Linked DNA regions of Oryctolagus cuniculus: region 2 is linked to region 1. A link is a contact called in public Micro-C data. All regions are on one chromosome and are shown on one strand. The core of a region is the stretch at or near the end of the contact, and the rest is flanking DNA. Distances in the headings are between cores, read along the strand shown. Region 1 holds the start of IL6ST (interleukin 6 cytokine family signal transducer). Region 2 overlaps ANKRD55 (ankyrin repeat domain 55).

Region 1 (7,176 bases), core at 2,539-5,038:
ACCTTTACTACCTCTGCTTTGCAGTACTGTTTATAATCCAGAAGAAACATCATTTCTTCTGTGGAATTTTCCCCTACTCTCACAAGCATTTTTGTTTCCAGTGTACTCTTACACAGTTCCCAAACAGGATTCATGGCACTGCACCATAATTATTTAACATGTCTTAATATAGTCAGCTAACACTTTCAAGCACCTAGTGGACCATTAAGAGTCGGCTTTAAAAGATCTTCTAGCATGGCCTTCTCATTCTACTCATTATGACTCAAACATATTATATAAAGAGACAATATGTGATCTATTACTTGTTAGCTGGACAAGTTAATTAACCTTTCACTGCCTGAGTTCCTTATGTTGAAAAGGGGATAGGGTAGGCATTTGGCTTTGCTGTTAAGAACTATCAGAATACCTGGGTTTGAATCCTGGCTCAGGTTCTCAATTGTAGCTTCCTGCTAATGCAGACCCTGGGAGGCGATGGTGATGGCTCAAATAATTGGGTCCCTCCTAATTAGATGGGAGACCTGGATTGAGTTTCTGTTTCCTGGCTTCCTCCTGGTCCAGTTCTGGCCATTTGTTTTTTTAAAGATTTATTTATTTATTTGAAAGTCAGAGTTACACACAGTGAGAAGGAGAGAGGGACAGAGAGAGAGAAAGGCCTTCAATTCTCTGGTTCTCTCCCCAACTGGCCACAACGGCCAGAGCTGTGCCTATCTGAGGCCAGGAACTTCTTGCAGGTCTCCCACGTGGGTGCAGGGGCCCAAGGCCTTGGGCCATCTTCTACTGCTTTTCCAGGTCATAGCAGAGAGTTGGATCGGAAGTGGAGCAGCCAGGACTCGAATCGGCTCCCATATGGGATACCAGCACTGCAGGCATCAGCTTTACCCACTACAGCGCCGGCCCCCATCTTGGCCATTTAGATAGTGAACCACTAGATGGGCACTCTCTTAAATAATAATTTTAAAAACGCATTAGGGGCTGACGCTGTGGCACAGTGGGTTAACGCCCTGACCTGAAGTGCTGGCATCCCATATGGGTGCTAGTTCGAGTCCCGGCTGCTCCACCTCTGATCCAGCTCTCTGCTATGGCCTGGGAAAGCAGTGGAAGATGGCCCAAGTCCTTGGGCCCCTGCATCTGTGTGAGAAACCTGGAAGAAGCTCCTGGCTTCGGATTGGCGCAGCTCCGGCCGTTGCGGCCATCTGGGGAGTGAACCAGCAGATGGAAGACCTCTCTCTCTGTCTCTACCTCTCTCTGTAACTCTTTCAAATAAATAAGTGTTTAAAAAAAGCATTAAAAAGAAAGACAGCAAGAGCCACATTAAAAGGCTATACGAATTAAATGTATTAATATGGGCAAAGTATTCAAAATAGTGACTGACACAAAGTAAGTTTTAAATATGTCCTGGCTATATAATTAACATGTATTGGTTACTACTGACCCTTTCCACCGGCTGGTTCTCTACCATGTTCTGTATCTTCTGCTATATTATACCCCTATATATTCTACATTATGAATGGACTCTTCATTTTCCCTTTATCCAAATCTCACTCAGATTTCAAAGCTGACCTCTAGTACCTCCTTTGATCATTTCAATCCATCAACAATCTCTCTAAATACCTTTAGCATTGTCAGTATCACTCAGCATCTAATTAAAACTGCTTTAAAGCTGTGATTTTTCATTTTTAAGTCAATCCAATTTTGTGCAAATTATGTTTAGATTTGATGACATCTCATGCATCTTTGTGAGTTCTTAAAGTAGTAAGTGCTCAGCTGGATCCTATAGACTAAGAAAGCCCAACAGAAACATCAACTTTGAGCATACTGTCTTGGCAATCACACGAACGGTGAAGCCTATGAGAACATTCCATGCTTCTCCAGGAGCCAAGCTGCAACTGTACTAAGGCCAGGCAATTCTGACTCCCATTAAAATGAGCAGCTCTGAAACAGCTTGGGGGATGGGAACCCTTCCTGCCATAGTAGAGGGATTATGGATATAGCTCTTAAATTTCCAAACCAAATGTTGCACTGGAATCTCTATGAGAAATGTGTCAGTATGACAAAATGATTAAGCACATAGGATACAGAGTCACATAGGCATTTATTTTACTGTTATCAATCAATTTTACTTAACCTGTTGTCAACCCTACTTCACAGGAATGTAATAATCAACATTCACTCTAATATTTAACTGCTATGCAAATCCTATTGGGGGAAAAAACCTAAAAACAACAATTCGTGAGAACAACACTATTAATTGTGTAAGAATATACTCTAATAAATTGGCTGGCAGCAGTACAGTGCTCCAAATTACCAATGAGAAAACTAAACTACTGTTGTCAATAATACAGACTTGAAAGAAAATTTTCACTACAATTTTTGACACTCCCTTCTAATCTTTCCCTTTCACCTGTAATTAAAACCAAATGTTCAAAATTATTGCTAAAGAGAAACAGCTGGAACTCCCAATTTACCTTCCTATCAAGTTGGTTCTTGTAATATTCTCATCTGTACTTCCCAATAGGTATTAACCTCAATTTAAGAAATGAAGATAATGGTGACTAACTTGCAGGATTATCCGAGTCAATAATTTCAAATCCAGAGTTGCTCCAACTTGAAGCTGGCAGTCACACACAGTCTAAAGGGTTTGTTTACAGCACTGACTAAACCAAATACCGCAATCTTTTAGATTTGTCCTGGAACTCTACCAATAAATTATCTTAAAGCGGTATAACTGCGTTATAAATTATTGTAAAGCGGTATAACTGCCCAAAACTACACAAATTAAATCACAATCGGCTTCCTTCTTTAGGCAAAAAATAAATAAATAAATAAATAAAAACGGCAAGTCTCATTTCTGATCTGTGAATTTTGGGGGTGGGTTGAGGTTATGAATAAGATGCAGTTCACCCACTGAAGAGCAGAACCTTGGTCTTGGAGTAACCTTTAAGCCTAGGGGAGCAGGAGACACATGAAAAGATCATGGATTTGTTCTCCTTAGGCTACAGCGCTATGTCGGGAAGGGTGGATAAAAGACCTCAAAGGCAGACAAGCAACGTTCGTTAACGTGATTACTAGCGCTGCGAACTTCAAACGGTGTTGAAGCATTACAGTTTGAGGATGAAAAGACGGCCACGAGGAAGGGGAATCAACCTCCGGCCTGAGATTCGGAGTCAAGTGCGGGGCTCGTGGAATTTAAAGGGCGGCGGAGAGGGGGCTGGAAGAAACGAGGTCGGGGCGCCAAGCAGGGGTCCAGTCTTGAAGGGAGCTTAACAGGGTGTGCGTAGGGCAGGCGGAAGGTCTGTACTTGGGATTCGGGAATCGAGGTGACAAAGTTGCAGAAGTCCAATCAGGGGGTGGAAGCAGAGAGGGGAAGGAATGTGGGGATTTCCAGGCTGGGACTGACAACCTCGGGGTGCGCGCGCGGCCGGGCGCTCCTCTCCCGGGGAAGGAAGAGGCCCGCTCCAGCGCAGCTCGCCGGTCCGCGCCGCCCGAGCCCGCCCGCGCCCGCGCCCGCCCGCTACTCGGCCCTGCACCCGGTCCCGGCCCGTCCTCACCTCAGGCCGCGGCGCCTCGCTCTTCTGCGACTCCACGGCTGACTCTCCGTCGGCGCCAGGCCGGACCAGACCCAAGACGTCAGGTGGGCGAGCCTGGCAGCCCCCCTACTCAGCCGGCCGCAAGACGACTTCCCGGGCCTCTGGGCTGTCGGCCCCGGTGCCGGACAGCTCGCGGCTCCCTTCCCCAGGACGCGACGCGCCGATCTTCTACCGCGACGGGGCGCTGCGTCCCCCTAACCCCGCCCCGCGGCGCCCCCTCCATGCCCCGCCCCCAGAGTCGGGGCCCGGGTTCTGATTGGTCCTTACGAGTCCGGGTACCCCCAGGCATTGGCCCAGCGGCTGCTCCACGACGAGGGGGCGGGACTCCGGGCGGCTGCGATTCCCGTAACGCTGCTCCCGGCGTCCCGGATTCTGGCGGCTGCGCTCGCGTCGCCTCTCCCAGACGAGATCGAAGGGTTCCCCCGCCTCCCCTTTGCGGGCGGAAGGAGCGGAATGTTCCATTTTTCCGTGGAATAACGGGTCATGAACCGAAGCCCGGGTGCTGCCCGCCCGCACCTCCCGCCCTCGCTTCTCACCAGGGCGCCCTCGGCTTCCCTTCGCGGCTCCGTCCCGGGCCTTCCCTGAGGAACCCGGGGCCGCGAGGGACAGCGTGTCTCCCTGAGGGACCGGGAAGCGCGAGAGTCCCGTGGGGAAAGTGAAGGACTCGGTGGCCGAGATTGTGGCGACAGTGGCGGCGGCGGCGGCTTCGGCCCAGGTTTTATGTAAATAAGTGTTGCCACGGTGTAATTTTTTTTTTTAAGTTAGTGACTTTGGGTATGAGTGATAAGAGAATCCAGAGAGGGTGACCTACCAAGAAACTGATGTTTCTTTGCGTGTTGCACTCCCCAGTTAAGAAAAAAAAAAAGTAAAAATCAATTTCTTCATGATTCAACCTCCTACCCCCACCTGGAATATAGACCTAAAGGCTCACGTTGGTTAATGTGCATTTGCCAAAGCAAATGAGAAACTTCAAAGATGCTGTGTGTGTGTGTGTGTGTGTGTGTGAAGAAAGACAATCAGGACCGGGGTCTTTTGTGGAAGAATGGCTGTCTCGAGGAGGGCTGCAATGGCTTCATGATAAATTATACCTACAAATTAATAGATAATTAAAAGGTTCTTCATTATGTTGAGGATTCAGATGGAATAAACAGATCACTTATGATCTCATAGTTGCTGATCAGGGAGCTTTTACTAGAAAGACTCAGGGAAACAGGAGTTTTTAGTAGAAAGGGCCTTCCAAAGCAGTCAAAACTTGGCAATTGTTGCTACTCCTGATATCCTATTCTGTTTTGCTGCTCGCTGTCATCTTACATCTAACCTACACAATGTGATCAGATTGATCCCATGTACTTCCTTGTCTGTGGTGTTTCTGAAACTCTTTGTCAGTCTCGGTGCGTCCTCATGTTGTTCATCAGTAATGATTTCAGCACCCTGACTGCATAACTTCCCCTCCTTTTCTTCCCCAGTCGTCTTCAACTTCACTCAGTCCAAGTAGCCCAGAGGTGGAGCCGCACCTTTCACTTAGTCATCGAGTGAAGCTACTCCACCTCCCAAGTTTTGCATTGTGAGTGTCCCTCTCTGTCCCCTTGGCTGCTCACCCTTCTCCCTCCATTGTGTCCTCAATCCCATTAGCTCTGCAGTTTGTCCTGGGTGTGACCTCCAGTCTTTGTTCTCCTAATGTACCAGTTATTTCCTACCTCTTCTTATCTTCCTCAGCAATGGGAGCCTTTGTATCGGCAAGCATCTTCAGTTCCTTTGACCTTCAGCCACGTTTATGTTGTCAATCTATTTCCTGTTTCCCTTTTCCTTGAACTACCAGCCCCATCTCCACATTGGTTCTTAGTACAGAACCTTGTTTCATTACTTCCGAGAAAAATACAAACTATCCTTAACTTTTCTCCAACTTAGGATTCAGCTGCTATATAGATTTAGCCCTCTCCTCTTTTCCCTCTTGCTCAGAGGAAGAAAAGTCTGTTCTTTTGAAAAGCTAACTCTTCCTCCAGTGGTGTTTTTTTTTTTTTTTTTTTTGACAGGCAGAATTAGACAGAGAGAGAGAGAGAAAGGTCTTCCTTCAGTTGGTTCACCCCGGAAATGGCCGCTACCCAATCTGAAGCCAGGTGCTTCCTCCTGGTCTCCCATGTGGGTGCAGGGCCCAAGCACTTGGGCCATCCCCCATTGCCTTCCGGGGCCACAGCAGAGAGCTAGACTGGAAGAGGAGCAGCCGGGACAGAACCGGCGCCCCAACCGGGACTAGAACCAGGGGCGCCAGCACCACAGGCAGAGGATTAGCCTAGTGAGCCGTGGCACTGGCCTCCTATGTTCTTAATCCTACTCCTACTAAGTTCAGTCTCCTGTCTGATGGTTTTCATTATTACCATTAAACATCTTAGAGATTTAACAATTAAATGTTAACTCAGTGCTGAATTGGGGGCAGCTGCTATATAGGTTAAAACCTTTGTAATTCAACAGCATCTAAATCACAACCAAATTTAAAGTCAGGAATTAAATATAAGTATCAAAATGAAGTAGGTTAAGCTATATTATAATCCAGGTAATAAAATAAATTTGGGATGAAATATGAATGTAAATCATGTAGTTACTTAATTTCCAAGCTAGAAAAAAGGCAAAATTCACTGTGTAGCAACAAGACTAAGAAACATAACTGCCATTTCAAAAGTTTTACCAAAAAAGCATATAAAAAACCATACATATACTATAAGAGTACAACTTGCAAAAATTTCACAAATTGAACACACTCACATAACTAGAATCTTGATCAAAAACAAAACTCAAGCAGAACTACGAAAGGTCCCTCCTGTACCCCTTCAGTTACTGGATTACCTCTGCTCAGACTTTGAATACCGTAGTTTGATGCCTATCATTTTAAAATCAAGGAGTTAGGAATTTTTTAATAGTAGTAGCATGTGCTTATTTTATTTCATTTAATGAGTAACTAGAGCAGAGCAAGAGAGTTTGGAATGAAACAAGTACTGTTCTGTACAAAGGCTAAACATAGATGCAGACTGAAAAGGAATGGGTCTAGCTTCTTACTCCTGGAGACCTCCAGGGAACCCCTCCAAACAGCCAGAAGCTGGCCCATGATCTCGTGTTACCCTGTTTCATAAAGCTTGGCTTTAGCAAAGAAGAGGCCAGTGTAAAAGTGCCAGCAGCTGCCAGGTACACCCTATTCCTAGAATCTCAGGCAGGAAAAGGAGGTCAGGTGTCAGGAGTGTAGCCTTAGAATGGCCTGCGCTTGCTTCAGAATACCATTCCAGCAAATTCGAGAAGCAAGGACATTCCTTTGTTAACTCTCCTTGCATCTATCTTCCTGGGAAGATTGTTCTGAGTTACCAAAGAGGCTCCTTGGCTCCAACTCTGACACTTATGCCAATACCACATAGGTGAAAAGGTACCAGTATGAGTCTTTCAAACAGTTATTTTGGAGGCCAGCTTGTGGCACAGTGGGCTAAGCCACCCCTTGTGATGTCAGCATCCCATATGAGTGCTGGTTCAACTGCTCCACTTTCTATCCAGCTAACACTCTCTAGTCTGGCATATAGGATTTAGATAAAGATACAGCACTAACCAT
Region 2 (6,934 bases), core at 895-3,394, 190 kb after region 1:
GACTATCTGTTCATCATTTATTTTTATTCCTATGCAGTTAAGAAAGTAGTATGTTTTGAATGACTCGTGTCTCTGTACTTGTGTAAGAACTAAATAGAGAAATTTATGTACAGATGCATGAAGAGAGATGCCCATGGAGAAAAAAATCAAAAGTAAAAAAAATGGAAGAGATGAGAAGAAATCGGAAAAAAGACACAGGTGCAGAGAGGTAGATTATATTTTATAAAATTTATTTACATATGTGAACTATGTAAAAAGATTGGCATCAAAAAGCCAATGGAAATCATCTCTTAGATATTCTTCAGAACTTCCTACATTCTCCAACCTCTCCATAGTGAATTTATGTTTTTTTCTACTCAGCAAAGTAAGCCAAGCCTGTTTTTTTTCTTAAATGGGGAGAGAGGAGTGTGATTTACTAGATTTGAATTTATAGGAGATTACTAAAAGTGTACACAGAGCCTAGTGCATCTATATCCAAGGAAACAAATGCTTGATATTTGATGATGTACTAAAAAAAAAAAAAAAGAAAGAAAGAAAAACATGTTTTGTAAATTCTGTTCTTACCCTAGTAATCGTTTGAAAATTAAAAAATATTTTTATACAAAAATGGAATTGGTGGGTATTCTTGAAATCATCTCTTTGCTGCATTTTTTCTCGATTTCTGGATGCATCATACATTATCTAGCTAATCCCCAGGGCCCAGCATGATGCTACAGGGATTTCTTTCTTTCTTTCTTTCTTTCTTTCTTTCTTTCTTTCTTTCTTTCTTTCTTTCTTTCTTTCTTTCTTTCTTTCTTTCTCTTTCTCTTTCTTTCTCTCTCTCTCTCTCTCTCTCTCTCTCTCTCTCTTTCTTTCTTTCTTTGACAGGCAGAGTGGACAGTGAGAGAGACAGAGAGACAGAGAGAAAGGTCTTCCTTTGCCGTTGGTTCACCCTCCAATGGCTGCCACGGCTGGCGCGCTGCGGCCTGAGCAGAGAGCTGGCCTGGAAGAGGGGCAACCGGGACAGAATCTGGCACCCCGACCGGGACCAGAACCCAGTGTACCAGCGCCGCAAGGCGGAGGATGAGCCGCGGTGCCGGCTGCTACAGGGATTTCAAATGCACGCAAGCCCGGCCATGAGAAATGCTTGGGATCTGAGGACCTTCCTCAGAGCTGCTCAGTTTTGCACAAGGGGAAGCGGCTCTGCCCGTGGTTACTGGGGCTTTCTTTGGGACAGCTCTGGAATGTATCAGTTGCAGGAGCCATTTTGCTGAAATTATGTAGAGACCACCTTGGCACTTGCTCTGCGCAAACTGTGCCCCTGTGTGGGTGGGCCAGGCCGGTGTGAGAGCGGATTGAGTATTGATCGCCGTTTAAAGAGCGTGGACTGGGCTTTGTCAGGGGGTGCTGCTTGCAGTCTAGTCTGTTCTGAGGACCCACCCAATGCACCAACCACATCCAGATCCACTTGGGAACAACTACAGAGGATCCCGATAAGCTTTTTTGGTCTGAAATTGCCTCTGGGGAACTGAAAAGTATTCATATACCCATTTATCAACATCTACAACCGGCTAGTATGACTGTAGGCACAAAGGTGGTGGAATCTCTCCAGGACATGCACGACCTGTGGGAAGACATTGATCTTACAATCGAGACGTCCCTGGGAGTGATGGCAGGACAAGGGAAGAATCCCATAATTGCCAGTGTTCCCCTCTCTTCCTGCAGAAGGAGCCTGGATGCTTCTGGAAGAAGGCTGCATCCTGGGGGTTACCCAGATTCAGCCACCCATAAGGTGGCGAGGCTTTCCCAGCTTCTGGGGAGGGTGCCAGGCCTCCGCTGCACCCTGATGGCTCCATGTGACAACATTGCCACCCACTGGTGATTAAGAGCCTCTGTGGGCCTTGACCTGGCCCTGGGCCAGGCTGCTGCCAGTTCTGCTAGGTAGAATTACCAGTCAGTTTGGAACTCCCTGGCCATGCTGGAACAAGTTTAAGGTCATTGGTACAGCTGAATGGCTTTGAAACAAAATGAGTCTCATGTGACTCTCATCAGAGATACCGTGTGACACACTGCATGGAGGCGACACAGAGGAAAGGCGAGAGCTAGGCTCTGGGACCTAACCTCCAGCATTTGAGTCCTGGTGCTGCCACCTACCTCCTAGTTACGTGATCCGAGGTGAGTTGCTTAATCTCTCCATGCCTAGTCTTCATTTGTCAAATGGGACAAGAATCATGCCTATCTTGCAGGGCTCTTCTGAGAGCTAACAGAATACATTCCCATGCAGCCTCACACAGAGGAAGTCTCCCAGGCATCTCAATGGATATTATCCACATGTCTACGCTGACACGGCTAGGCACCCCTGTCTCCCTTCGCCTTAATGAGACCCTGTGCCTAAGCAGTGGAATGCAGAGGGTTTATAAGCTGGAAGATTTTGCTCTTTCTCGAATTTTCTGCCCAAGTCCCTCAGGGTATATCGCCTCAGACTTTAAGAATGCTTTTTAAAGTGCCAGTAACATGGAAAGCAAAGTTTCTTTCTAACGTTTTAAAGAGAAAAGTAGCTCCAAGCTTTCTGCAGGTAACAGTGGAGAGAACCAACACTCAAGGAATCCTTCATTCTGTGTGGAGGAAGTCTTGCAACAGTGCTATCTCAAGGGAAGCTGTCTGGCCACAGCCATAACCAGATTTGTGATGCAACACATGCATTTCTTTGAATCCCAGCATCCCTGTTCCTGGGGTTGCTTCTTCTGGGCTGTGAATGCTGGTCCATGGTTAGCATCTCTCCTAGATGCAGGGGGCCTGGGAAATGGAATTTTCTATTTAAAGAAGCATGTCTGTGATAAACTTGGGTAAAGATGCCTCTCTACAATGTGCCCTCATAGAATCCACTTTCATTCTGGTGCTACTAATCCTTAGAAAAGTCTCAAGCTTTAATGTACATGGACTTGGGGCGCAGGTACTGAATGGATTTATTGATCAATTCAGTGTGCATAAAGATGTGGAGTTTCTCATCCACTTGGGGTTTCACAGGAATCGTTCTGATGTTGAAGTATTGCGTCAAGGAGTTCTTTGCCCCACTGGAAGGGAGAAATCTTAAATTACAAGCGGGCATTTAGTCTAGAGGTGAAGATATCCATACCCAGTATCAGCGTACCTGGGTTCAATGCCCAGCTCTCACTCCTAACTCCAGCTCCCTGCCAATGCAGACCCTGGCAGGCAGAGGGGATGCACCTCTAGTGATTGGATTCCCGCCACCCATGTGAGAGAACTGGGCCGAGTTCCCAACTCCTGGCATTGGCCTGGCACAGTCCTGGCTGTTAAAGGCATTTGAGAAGGCAAGCAGTGGATGGGCGTTCAGTTGCTGTCTCTCCATCTCAAATGATTCTTTTTTGACAAAAAAAAAAAAAAAAAAGCTTAATCTTGTAGAGGATTATGTTAGCCTACCTGGCTTTAGGAAGTTAAAAGTTAAGTCAAATGCTATTTTGAACACGCTTCCTCCAATTTCTCTTCCTTTTTTCTGAACCACTTTCTCTTCCTAGAAATGGCAGGTGTTGGAGTCACAGTTTTACTGGGGAACCCTGGAAGGTGAGGAGTGAGCGAGGGAGCAGGGTTTGTTTCGTTTGGACAAGAACAGACTTGGCTGGACATGACAGCTGTTTTCAGCTATGGAAAATGCAGGGAAAGACTGTTTAAGATTATTTTCTGCAGACCCAGAGTAGTTGTGGTGGGTACAGATTGGAATCAATGGGACTTCTGGGTCTCTGGAACTGTTGAGTGGTAGGTGGGGTTACCTTGGGAGCTGGTGTGCCCCTCATCACCCCCAGGTGGGACCAAACGTTCCTCAGAGATGATCTTGAGGGGACAGCTGTGAGGTGTGCAAGGCTGACCTCTAGGTTTCCTTCATGATTCACGTTCCATGTGTCTCACGTTTGTAGAGAAATAAACAACAGATTGTCGATCGTTGCAAGAACAACAGCTACTGGGCTGGGAGTGATTTGGAGAAGGGGGTCTTGTCCTGCGGCCATGTGTGAAACTGCCCCTAGTGTCTTGCTCTCTCGGAAATAGTTTCAGAAAACAAATGTAGTTTGGGCAGCTGGCCCGGTGCCAGCGATTGGACAAGTCCAGTTAGTGTGCGGCTCTCCAGCTTTGCACGTCCCGGAAGCCCTGCGGTGGCTGCTTGCTATCGTCTGGCTCTCCATGAATGCGCTCATTGTCTTGACTCTGCTTCCTTCCTCTTTGTTAACGATGCATTCTCAGATCGGACAGGATTCTTCCTTCTTTAAGTTTTCTTTAAAATTTCGCTGACCCTTTGAAGTGCCCAGTGTGCTTTCCACCCAGTCACAGATCAATAGCAGTTTCTGGGTGATTGTAATGAGGGTTCCTAGAAATTCTACAAACATAGAAATACAATGTGTTCTCACGACAATGGGGTCATTGCGGGGTACCTTGCTTGGATTTGTAGTTGTTTTTTAAAAGGAAGAGGCTAAAACCCAACTTGTTGAATGACTGTCCATCTTTTTACCTCTCTAGAATTGAATTTATGCCTATTTTGGCTGTTTGCTTTTGCCTTAATTATAGAAGAAAAAAATCCCAAACTTAAGATAGTGCAAGCAAGAGCAATGTTGAAAGTATTATAGACTCTTGGTAAATAAGTGCTTATTGAGTTATTAGCACATTTTCTCCCAACTGGCAAATCGAAGAGGAGGTGAATATAAGAAATAAAGGCCTGAGGCTGGCGCTGTGGTGTAGTGGGCTAAGCCTTCACCAGCGGTGCCAGCATCCCTTGTGGGCACCAGTTTGAGTCCCAACTGTTCCTCTTCCAATCCAGCTCTCTACTATGGCCTGGGAAAGCAGTAGAAGATGACCCAAGTCCTTGGGCCCCTGCGCCCTCATGGGAGACCTGGAAGAAGCTCCTGGCTCCTGGCTTAGGATTGGCACAGCTCTGGCCATTGTGACCATTTGAGGAGTGAAACAGCAGATGGAAGACCTTTCTCTCTGTTTCTCCCTCTCTGTCTGTAACTCTACCTCTCAAATAAATAAATAAACATCCTTAAAAAAAAAGAAGAAAGGCCCATTCTTCATAACCATTGGCCGTAGAATTAGGAAAATGATGGCATCAGGAATTTCTGTCCTTTCACAATTTTATAAGGCAGGCTGCTGGTCTTGGAAGCAGAGCTGAGCTCAGGGAGCAGGATCCTCAGCCTTCGGACATATGGCCATGTGCTGTAAGCACAACTGGTTCCTACAGTATCATCAGAGCTGTGAGTAGGTAATTTCATGTCACTAAAAAAGCGACAAAAGAAATGACTTCTCACTAAATAAGATTGGATTTCTCAGTTACACCTGGATCAAACATCTTAGCCAAGTGCTGGTGTGAACTACTACTCTGGGCATAGGTATCTGTTTTGTAAAATGAGAGTTGACTACACCCCTGGATCTAACATCGACTGTACAATAGAATCAGTTTGGGAGCTTTAAAACAAACAAAACCTGATGCCTGAGTCCAATAACCAGGTATCTGAATTTAATTGCATTGCCATTGTGCATAGTGCTTTATTTATAATATATTTTTGGATTACAAGAGTTATGAAAATACAGATAAGCCCAAGAAAATAGGGGTGGGTATTTGGTGTAGTGGTTAAGGTGTCACTCAAGACATCTGCATCCCATACTGCAGTGCCTGGCTTCCAGCTTCCTGCTAATGCACACCCTGGGGGGCAGCAAGTACTTGGGTCCCTGCCATCCACATGGGAGACCTGGATGGAGTTCCACTGGCTTTAGCCTGGCCTAACCCCGGCTGTTTGGGAAGCTTGGGGAGTGGAAGATTTTTTTCTCTCTCTACCTTCTAAGTAAAATGAAAATAAACAAATATTCTTTTAAAAGAGAACAAAAAATCACATATACTCAAAGCTCATCACTGTTGACGTACTGGAGTGTTGCATGGACCTGACTCACCTGGCTGGATGGGTCTCACCCTGCCCCACCTCTGTTCTGGGACCCTCCCTCACTCCGTGGCCTCCATAACGTCATGCAGGAGGCAGAGCTTGGAAACCCAAAGGATCTGGCCTTTCTGAGGGCCATCCTGAGCCTCCGCTCTCTGCATCTCTCCTGCAGCATCTAAACAGCCTCCTGCCCCCCAGTCCTGCATCTGCAATGGACAAGTCGAAAAAAGCAGCAGTAACGCAATCCAAAGGCCATGAACACGACAAGCCTGGGGGTGGTGTGTGCTGGTTGGACAGGGCAGGACCAGGCTGGTGATGCAAATCCCTAATCTCCCACACTGTGATCTTTCTGTGGATTGGAACCCAATAAAACTTGAAAAAAAAAAAATGGCTGGCATCCTCTGGGATCTTGCCGAGTTTGCCTCACACCAAAACACCAAAGCTATTATTTTGCTCCTTTATTAAGCACATTTCTCCTTTTCTTGGCTCCCTACTTCTTGCCAAAGAATTCCTTTCTATGATAAGGGCCCAGGTCAAGGGTGATATTTAGAGTATGTGACAGCTGGCTTGGTAGGGCCCACCACCAAGAGAGAAGGCAGGCCTACCTGCCGGAGCAGGGTCAACAGCTTCTCACTCGCTGGGTCATGGGGCTGTGTGTGCTCCTAGGGAGTGGCTAGAGCAGCCAGGATGGCACAGTCTCCACTGATCCAAGAGGCCTAGAAATAGTGCAGCATTGTCACAACCTGTAAGGAGCAGTCCACAGCATAGTGCTGGAGCTACACACCTGTATTCTTTCTTTACAAAAACACAATCATGCTTGCATCTAGTTTTGGTTTCTGCTCTTTTTTTTAAATTTTTTTCCAGTATTTTTTTAATTTAATAAATGTGAATTTACAAAGTGCAACTTTTGTATTGTTGTGGCTCCCCCTCCCCCAACCTCCCTCCCTCCCCGGCCCTACCCTCTCCCACTTCCTCTCCCATCCCGCCCTTCATTGAGTTTCATTTTCAGTTACCTT

Evidence for each region. A called contact is a pair of places that touch in the nucleus more often than the background predicts.
Region 2: a Micro-C map of ear pinna shows a contact between it and region 1, with 8 times the contacts expected there. The contact joins the enhancer-like site here to the promoter of IL6ST in region 1. A contact is called at or near these places in 3 of 6 Hi-C or Micro-C datasets (ear pinna, psoas muscle and an unstated tissue).

The regions. Positions count from the first base shown.
Region 1 is chr14:76,741,151-76,748,326 of mOryCun1.1, forward strand. IL6ST (interleukin 6 cytokine family signal transducer) reads right to left here and starts at 3,789. Exons shown (of 17, transcript XM_008262226.4): 1 at 3,549-3,789.
Region 2 is chr14:76,930,602-76,937,535 of mOryCun1.1, forward strand. All of the region lies in intron 2 of ANKRD55 (ankyrin repeat domain 55), which reads right to left. Among named protein-coding and RNA genes, the nearest start is that of ANKRD55, 28 kb to the right of the region's middle. Within about 2 kb of position 2,145, at least 1 of the 8 cell types and tissues checked has an H3K27ac peak or open chromatin away from gene starts, as enhancers often do.